Regions from separate parts of the Sus scrofa genome. Here region 2 is linked to region 1. Evidence: chromatin contacts called from public promoter capture Hi-C data. All regions are on one chromosome and are shown on one strand. Each heading gives the region's core, a stretch centred on a gene start, on an enhancer-like site or on the middle of the called end of the contact. The rest is flanking DNA. Distances are from core to core; before and after follow the strand shown. Region 1 holds the start of HSD11B2 (hydroxysteroid 11-beta dehydrogenase 2). Region 2 holds the start of ATP6V0D1 (V-type proton ATPase subunit d 1).

The links. Promoter capture Hi-C pulls out the DNA fragments that hold promoters and counts their contacts.
Region 2: a promoter capture Hi-C map of liver shows a contact between it and region 1, with 2.2 times the contacts expected there. The contact joins the promoter of ATP6V0D1 here to the promoter of HSD11B2 in region 1. A contact is called at or near these places in 2 of 5 promoter capture datasets (fetal skeletal muscle and liver), 4 of 47 Hi-C or Micro-C datasets (blood, heart right ventricle, liver and 1 more) and 2 of 2 datasets of contacts at active chromatin or transcription factors (alveolar macrophages and skeletal muscle).

Annotation. Positions count from the first base shown.
Region 1 is chr6:28,082,113-28,086,077 of Sscrofa11.1, reverse strand. It overlaps HSD11B2 (hydroxysteroid 11-beta dehydrogenase 2), which reads right to left and starts at 1,991. Exons shown (of 5, transcript NM_213913.1): 1 at 1,662-1,991. The coding sequence starts at 1,926.
Region 2 is chr6:28,130,136-28,134,100 of Sscrofa11.1, reverse strand. ATP6V0D1 (V-type proton ATPase subunit d 1) reads left to right here and starts at 2,021. Exons shown (of 8, transcript XM_003126946.4): 1 at 2,021-2,331. The coding sequence starts at 2,202. It overlaps AGRP (agouti related neuropeptide), which reads left to right and starts at 440. Exons shown (of 3, transcript NM_001011693.1): 1 at 440-569; 2 at 726-817; 3 at 1,235-1,417. The coding sequence starts at 440. The coding sequence ends at 1,417.

The DNA.
Region 1 (3,965 bases), core at 742-3,241:
TGGTAAGAGAGGAAGCCCCAGAGTTTGGGGGCACTGGGAAGCTTGAGGGCCTACTCCTGATGTTTAGCTGGGGTGGGCTGGGCAGCCTTCTTCCTCTCTTCCAGCATGGGCCTTTGCAGCCAGAACTGGGGGAAGCCCAAGTCACAAAAGGCATCCGTCCTCTCACCTCACTCTCAGGCTCAAGGACCAGAGATGTAACAGCAGCAGAACAAAGGCCTGAGGTGAGATCCCAGGACAGACTGCCCTGGGTCACAAGTATCTGCAGATGGCCTGAGCCCTGTTGTGGCAACTCATTATTAATTAGAAGGCAGGAGGTGAGCTGCCCTGTCCCTGGTTCATGCCAGGAGGCCTGTCATCTTTCCTTCTCAAACCCCTGAAATTAGGATCCTTTGAAACATCACACCATCCTGTACTTGGAACTCTCTCATTTGGCCTGAGCACTGCTCTATCTCCACTGTCTTTACTGAAACCCAAACCCTCATTCCACCTTCACCTTGGCTTCTCACAGCCCCTTCCAAGGAAATAATCTCCTATCCCACCACATCTCAGCAGCCAGACTGGTTTCTGATGGCCCCCTACCCAGGCCATGCTCATTCTTGTCTCAAGCCTCTGTCCTATGCCCCATGTCTGATACAAAACACCTTCCACACTCCACCTATCTCCACCCATCCTCTGAGGCCCAGCTCAAGGATGGCCTCCTCTGGGAAGTTCTCCTAGCTCTATCTGATCATGCAGGGCCCCCTGCTGGACTGAGGTCTCTGAGAAGCCAGTCAGACCAGTGGCTGCCCCCAGCCCAGAGCGCCCATCCAGAGCCATGGAGTTTAGGGGTGAGATTAGGCTGTCCCTCCCCCATACAGTGGAGCCAGTGCCTCCTGGCCCTTCCCTCACCATTTCTGCCTAGGCCTTAGCTCCTCCTTCCCTCCTTCTGGTGATAGATCTATTCCTTGTTCCACACAAAAGGAGCTGAGCCAGGCAACCAGAGGCACCTGAGTCCAGCTCTCTAGGACCTCACTTCCTTCCTGGGCATAGAGGACCAGGAGGAACGGTGGTGAGGCTCTGGCTGCAGAATCTGGACAACTACTTCAGCAATTTGGGTGTGGGTGTGGGTGGTGGTATCTGGGAGGCAGCTGAATGCCCAGCTGTCCCTCATGATGACCTCACACTTTTCTGGACTTGGAGGAGCCCAGCCATTTGGGGGGAGGGGGTCACAACCCTCTAAGCCTTTATTCCTCTGACCCCAGGGAAGAGGAAATGGGACCACCCACGTGGAGATTTTAGGCAGAGTTCAAGGGGTGACCATGCTCCGAAGTCCCTCAGAGCAGTATCCCCTGTCCCAAGACCTCTCTCTTGAAGAGGGGCATAGCATAAACCCAGGAGATTTCTTCTTTCTCAGCCACCGGTTTCCTCTGCGCACCTGCCGACTCCCTGCCTCATTTTCCCTCCAACACTCCCCAGAGCCGCAGGTGGTTAACCTGGACTTGGGAAGGTGACCTGCGCTTCGGACTTGGCTGGCTCTCTGCACTCAGGGGAGGGGGATGCTCCCATTACTGCGCTGGGGGTCCTGCCTTGCCTTGGCATCCCACGGGGAGCCCTCTGGGTGTCCAGTCCCGCCCTCCAACCTGGAGTTCCCGCGCTCCACGCTCCGCGCCCCGCGCACTCACCGGTGATGAGCACCGCGCGAGTCGCCACCGGCAGGCGTTGCGGCCGCGCCAAGCGGGACAACGCGATCCAACCCGCGGCAGCCAGCACGACAAGTGCGGCCAGCGGGGGCAGCAGGCGCTGGCACAGCCAGTCGAGCGCGGCCAGAAGCGCCAGCGCCGCCAGCAGCGGGCGGCCCAGACGCAGGTCTGCGCGCAGCAGCTGCAGCAGCGCACGGGCCGCCACGAGCAGCCAGGCGCCGCCCGACGGCCAGGGCCAGCTCTCCATGGCGTCTGGGCCGGTTTGGGTCAGGGCGGGGCAGGGGCCGGGCTGGAAAGCAGGGACTGGGACGAGGGGCCGGGATGAGGGGTGCGGGGTGCAGCAGAACACGATCCAGGGGCGAAAAGGATACTGGCTTTCTCAGATCGCCCTCGGGCAGAGCTTATAAAGAGCCCCAGGGGCGGGGGACAGGGCGGAGCGGAGGCGGGAAGGGGCGGGGCTTTCCTTTACTTCTTTGCCCGCAACCCTCGTCCGGCAGGTGCCCCCACCTCTAGCCCCCGCCCTCTGCCCCGCCCATGCGGCCAGATCCTCTTTCGAAGAAGCCGGAACCGAGTCCTAAAGTTACTGCTCTAGGAGCAGCAGCCTCCTCGCTGGCCGCGATGGGGAGATGTCCGGTCGGTTTAGCCCTGGTGCCCTGCATCCGCTTACTCCAGTACCCTTAAACACGCGCCCTGGGGCGCTGAGCCTCGGCTCCCAGGTGAGCACATCCACAGCTTGCACTTGCTCGGGACACCTAGGGACACTCACAACCTCCATTCAAGCTCCCCACACTGACAGCACCGCCGAGGCCGCCAAGCCTGGCGAAACACCGCGGGGAACCAGCTCGCCCTCACCTGGCAGCCACCGCCAAAGCCGGCACACGCGCTGTACTCCCACGCCTTTCGCAGCCCCAAGTCCCTAGCACAAGCATCCTGACCTGGGCTCACACCTAATCTGCCTGCAGCTACCAAGCGGTTTGGGGCAAGGGACTCAGGGGAGCAGTATGACCTTCTGGTTCTCGGGAGTCTCTGCCCCACTTTTCCCCTTCCTCTCACTTTTCAGCCCCAGGGATGCAGCAACCCCATCTCCTCCTGCCACACAAGTGTATATGTGCAGGTGTGGGTGTGTGAAGGGGGGTGTGTCTGAGGATACATCTAGGCCTTCCATTAACTCCAGCCCACTCTCTAGCCCCAGAGACTCCAAAGCCTGGCCATTGAGGACACCTGGGAAGTCACTAAGGGCAGCCTCTAGGACAGGGTTATCCCTGCCTGCCCCATAATTCCCCAGGGTGTAAGTGAGTGTGGGTGCATTTCCCTGCCTGTGTGTATGAAGGTCTGTGTTTGTGTGTGGCCCAGTGGCCCCCCACTCTGCCCACCCCCATGTCTGGCATGCTGTGCTTGGCATCCACGCCAGGTGCTGCAAGCACTAGGAACTGGTGCCAGTATCACTGCCAGGCCGTATGCTGAGGTCAGCAGGTGCAGCCCATGGCACAGGGGATCTCTGCTTCTTGTGCACCCTTGCCGAGCACCTCACCCATGCCCACATTAGGTCCTGAGAGGCCACGGACCTTCTCTTGTTGGCCATACTCTCTCTTAGATGCTCAGGCTCTGTGCCAGGCCTTCAAGGCAATGCCTCCTCCAAAGCATTCTCTGACACCCAGGCATGGCCCCCTGATAAGCCAGAAGAGTCTCAGGGAAGGGCTGGGAGTCAGATCCACTTAAGGGGCGAGGTTCTGGAAAGTTCCCTTGTGGCACAGTGGGTTAAGGATCAGATGTTGCCACAGCTGCAGCTCAGGTTCAGTCCCTGGCCCAGACGCTTCTACATGCCGTGAGTGCTGGCAAAAGAAGAAGAAGGAGAAGAAGGAGGAGAGGGGGGGGAGGGGAGGAGGAGAAGAAGAAGAAGTTTAAATAGATAAAAAAATAAAAAGTAAAATAAAGGGGAGAGCCTCTGGGTAGAGGACCCATGTCCTTTCCAGAGCCACTTCTGACTTTCCACCTATTCCTCCTCCTGTAAGTGCAGACGACAGGATAGCCCTGGTCCTGGGAGGAAGGACTTGCCTGGGGAGGGGTGTGTGTGCCTGACCTTGGGTACATGACCTTGTGTGCCTGCATGTGCCCGTATTTGTGTATACTCATGTCCATGGGCTCCATAGCTTGTCCGTAGACATATGACACATCTCCCTCTGTGCCATTACCCTGTATATGCATGTAAGCACATTTGTGTGTGTGTTGTGGTTTCGGTGACTCTCTCCCTTGGTCTGGGTCATTCTTTGGAAACTAAAGGAAACG
Region 2 (3,965 bases), core at 772-3,271, 48 kb before region 1:
GCCTACCCATCCCCCAGGTCCCTGTCCTGTAGAAATTTGGGGGCCCTGGGTACCCTATATCATTCCCAAACTTTCATTGGCTCCTGGAGACTTCACCCCAAACTAGAGATGGGTATTCCTCTTGCAGAGCACCCAAAAGCCTGTGAGAGAGGCCTGAACTGTGTCCCCACCCATTGGGGGGGGGCCCTCATGCTCTGGCTGCAGAGAGCAGTCACGTGTGGGTCCTTCATTAGACCCTGCCATATAAACTGAGGGCATAGGGTGGCCAGGAACTCTTGGGGCAAGGATCCAGCAAGCAGAGGTAAGTCCTCAGGTTGAGCGGGGACTCTTACTTTCTGTGGGGTGGGGGTGGGGGTGCTTCCCTCTGGGGTAGGGCACCTAGAGAGTGCTCCAAGGATGAAGAGGGACTAAGTGGCACATTCTCCTGTTGAGCCAGGCTATGCTGACCACAATGTTGCTGAGCTGTGCCCTACTGCTGGCAATGCCCACCATGCTGGGGGCCCAGATAGGCTTGGCCCCCCTGGAGGGTATCGGAAGGCTTGACCAAGCCTTGTTCCCAGAACTCCAAGGTCAGTGCGGGCAGGAGTGGGTTGGGTGGGGCTTGGACATCCTCTGGCCACAAAGTATTCTGCTTGTATGAGCCCTTTCTTCCCCTTCCCAATCCCAGGCCTGGGAGGTGGGTGTTTTGTGCATGGGTGGTTCTGCCCTCACATCATCTGTCCCAGATCTAGGCCTGCAGCCCCCACTGAAGAGGACAACTGCAGAACGGGCAGAAGAGGCTCTGCTGCAGCAGGCCGAGGCCAAGGCCTTGGCAGAGGTAACAGCTCAGGGAAAGGGCTGAGGCCACAAGTCTTGAGTGGGTGTGTCAAGCATCAACCTCTATCTGTGCTTGGAGTTGCCACTGTGGTACAACGGGATTGGCGGTGTCTTGGGAGCGCTGGGACGTGGTTTCATCCCCGGCCAGCACAAGTGGGTTAAGGATCTGGCCTTGCCATCCCTTCAGCTTAGGCTGAGACTGTGGCTTGGAGCTGATCTCTGACCGGAAGCTCCATATGCTCTGGGGTGACCAAAAATGGAAAAACAAACATACAAAACACCTCTACCTGCACTTCCTGACCCCCTCACCCGGGGCGACACTGCAGACCATCCCGTTCACGCTCCACTTCCATCCTGCCTTGATCTGGCGCATTCCATGAATGTGCTTTTGGAAGTCCTTGTTTCCCAACCCTTGTAGGTGCTAGATCCTGAAGGACGCAAGGCACGCTCCCCACGTCGCTGCGTAAGGCTGCACGAATCCTGTCTGGGACACCAGGTACCATGCTGCGACCCATGTGCTACATGCTACTGCCGTTTCTTCAACGCCTTCTGCTACTGCCGCAAGCTGGGTACTGCCACGAACCCCTGCAGCCGCACCTAGCTGGCCAGCCAATGTCGTCGGGGTCGGGGTGGGGGTAGGCGGGCGCCAATAAAGTATGGGACCAACCCCAGGGTTGTGGCGTTATTTTGAATGTGACGGTCGTTAGGGGCGAAGGTGCCTCTAAGCCAAGAAACCACAGACACATCCCTACTCCAGGGCCTGCGCTATTCCAACATGAGTCACTTACACTCTTAAGAGTGCCAGGAGCGGTTGGGAGAAGCAGAGGAGGACCGTGCTCCAACCCTAGAAGAAGCTTATATAATAAATGCGGGGGAAAGAGTCGCAGCGCTGCAAAGGGTCTGTCGCTCCCCGCTGGCTAACAAACCATTAGGATCCAGGGCCCGCTTAAGGATAACTCGACGCGTGACCCCCAGCAAATCCCACCCTTCCCAGTTCCCCTCAGGGGAAGGTTAATTCACCAGTCTGAATATTTCCAAGCATAAGGGGCCCCCACAGTACCAGGTGCTCCGGACTCGGAAACTATAAAGTGCAAGCCCCCGCGTCCACGGGCGCCACCACGCGGCTAGTCTCGGACATTTTAAGTCGCTCCCGCCAGAGCTCCTCAATGAGCAGGCGCCAGAGGGCGGCCCCCCAGCCCACGGCTGCGCAGAAGTTCCGTGCGAAACCACCCGGAAATCGGGTGCTGCTTAGAGCCCCGCCTCCTTATGGTCACCTGATGAGCTTGACAGTCCACTGCTGGCGCCGCGTCAGCTGATCTTGGAGTTGTGCTGCGTGCCGGCCGGTCCGGTCCGGGTCCTCTGGTCCCGCCGCCCCAGACGCAGCCATGTCGTTCTTCCCGGAGCTTTACTTCAACGTGGACAATGGCTATTTGGAGGGGCTTGTGCGCGGCCTGAAGGCCGGAGTGCTCAGCCAGGCGGACTACCTTAATCTGGTGCAGTGCGAGACGCTCGAGGGTGAGCCGCGGGGCTGGGCTGCGGGCCCGAAAAGGCCTGCAGGGAGGCGGGCCCCGGCCTGAAGGTGCCTAGGTGTGGGAGGCGAAGCTGGGGGTTCTCGAAGGCGCTGGAGAGGTCGGGGAACCGGATCCGGGCCTGAGAGGCCTCACTGGGAAGCCGGGAGTGATGGCGGGTGTTTCGGAAAGGAATCTACTTCCAGTTGCAGCTCAGTGTGGGCCTAAACGCAAACGCGGCATTAAGAACTTCAGTGGTTCGTTTCCTCTGGGGCCACCTCTTAACCTGTTATTCCGGCGTTGTAGTTTGGAAGAGGGTCACTCGGGAGTGGTTGCTTCATGCGGGATGTGCTCATACAAACCTCTTTACTTTGACGTAGCCAGAGAGCTGTCTAGTGGCAATGCTTGGGGAATCTAAGTTGAAAAGTCCCCTGCTTTCCCTCCCAACACATACACCAAGGCCTTTGGGATCATTGTGTCTTCCCTTTGGCCTGGGACTGAGCCTTTCTGGGGAATTGCTGAGCCAGCTTAGCGAGAATTTCCTCCCATCGAGCAGTCTCCTGAAGGCAATGTTTGGGAGAGCCCTGAAAGTCTGGAAGTTCATACATACGTATTTGACAATAATTCTCACCCCCTCTACGAAGATACCTTTTGGGACAAGATTCCTAAGTACAGGAGTGGTATCCTTTCTTCTCAGAACACAAAGTTCCACAGTGGGATTGAATCCCTGAATCACAGAATCACATTTACTGAACTGGGTATGTTCCTGATTCCAGTCTTTGCTTCATTCCCCTCCCCCACGTGTAGTGAAGGGCACAGTGGCTGAGCTGTGAGTTACCATCCCTGACTTTTACCTGATATCCTTGAACAGAGGTACTGCTAGCCTCCAGGTTGGTAGCTGGAGGGGGAGAATGGCCAGATGATTCACCTTCTAGAGAAAATTTTCTCATCATAAACTTATTGAGGTTAGAAGTGAACTCATGGAGTTCCCATCGTGGCTCAGTGGTTAACGAATCTGACTAGGAACCATGAGGTTGTGGGTTCGATCCCTGGCCTTGCTCAGTGGGTTAAGGATCCGGCGTTGCCCTGAGCTGTGGTGTAGGTCGCAAACACGGCTCGAAATGCGTGTTGCTGTGGTTGTGGTGTAGGCCGGCAGCTACAGCTCCAATTCGACCCCTAGCCTGGGAACCTCCATATTTCTCGGGAGCGGCCCAAGAAATGGCAAAAAGAAAAAAAAAAAAGTGAATTCAATTTTTTAAAAGGTTGTTATGTACCTTGCAAACTGGACCAGTAATATGAAAATAAATACCTTTAAATTTAAAAACTTACTGAAGTTAAAGTACAGTTGTGGATATTATGGTTTTAATATAAATTTGCAAGAAAAGTCTGTCATCTCCTTTATAGGAGCAGAGCTGGGGAAGGAGAGGAGAGCACTTCAGTGTGCTGGGTTGTAGGAACTTTCCAGCAACCTCATTATCCTCGCAGTGGCAGGATAGGATAGTGGAAGGAGGGAGGCTGCCCGGGGCAGGGCCTGGCACAGAGTTGGCATTTAATAGGAATTTTATAGTCTTAACTGGGTCTAGGGGAAGATCTTTATTTGCTTAAATCGCAAGGTGGACATCATTGATTACCAACTGGCAT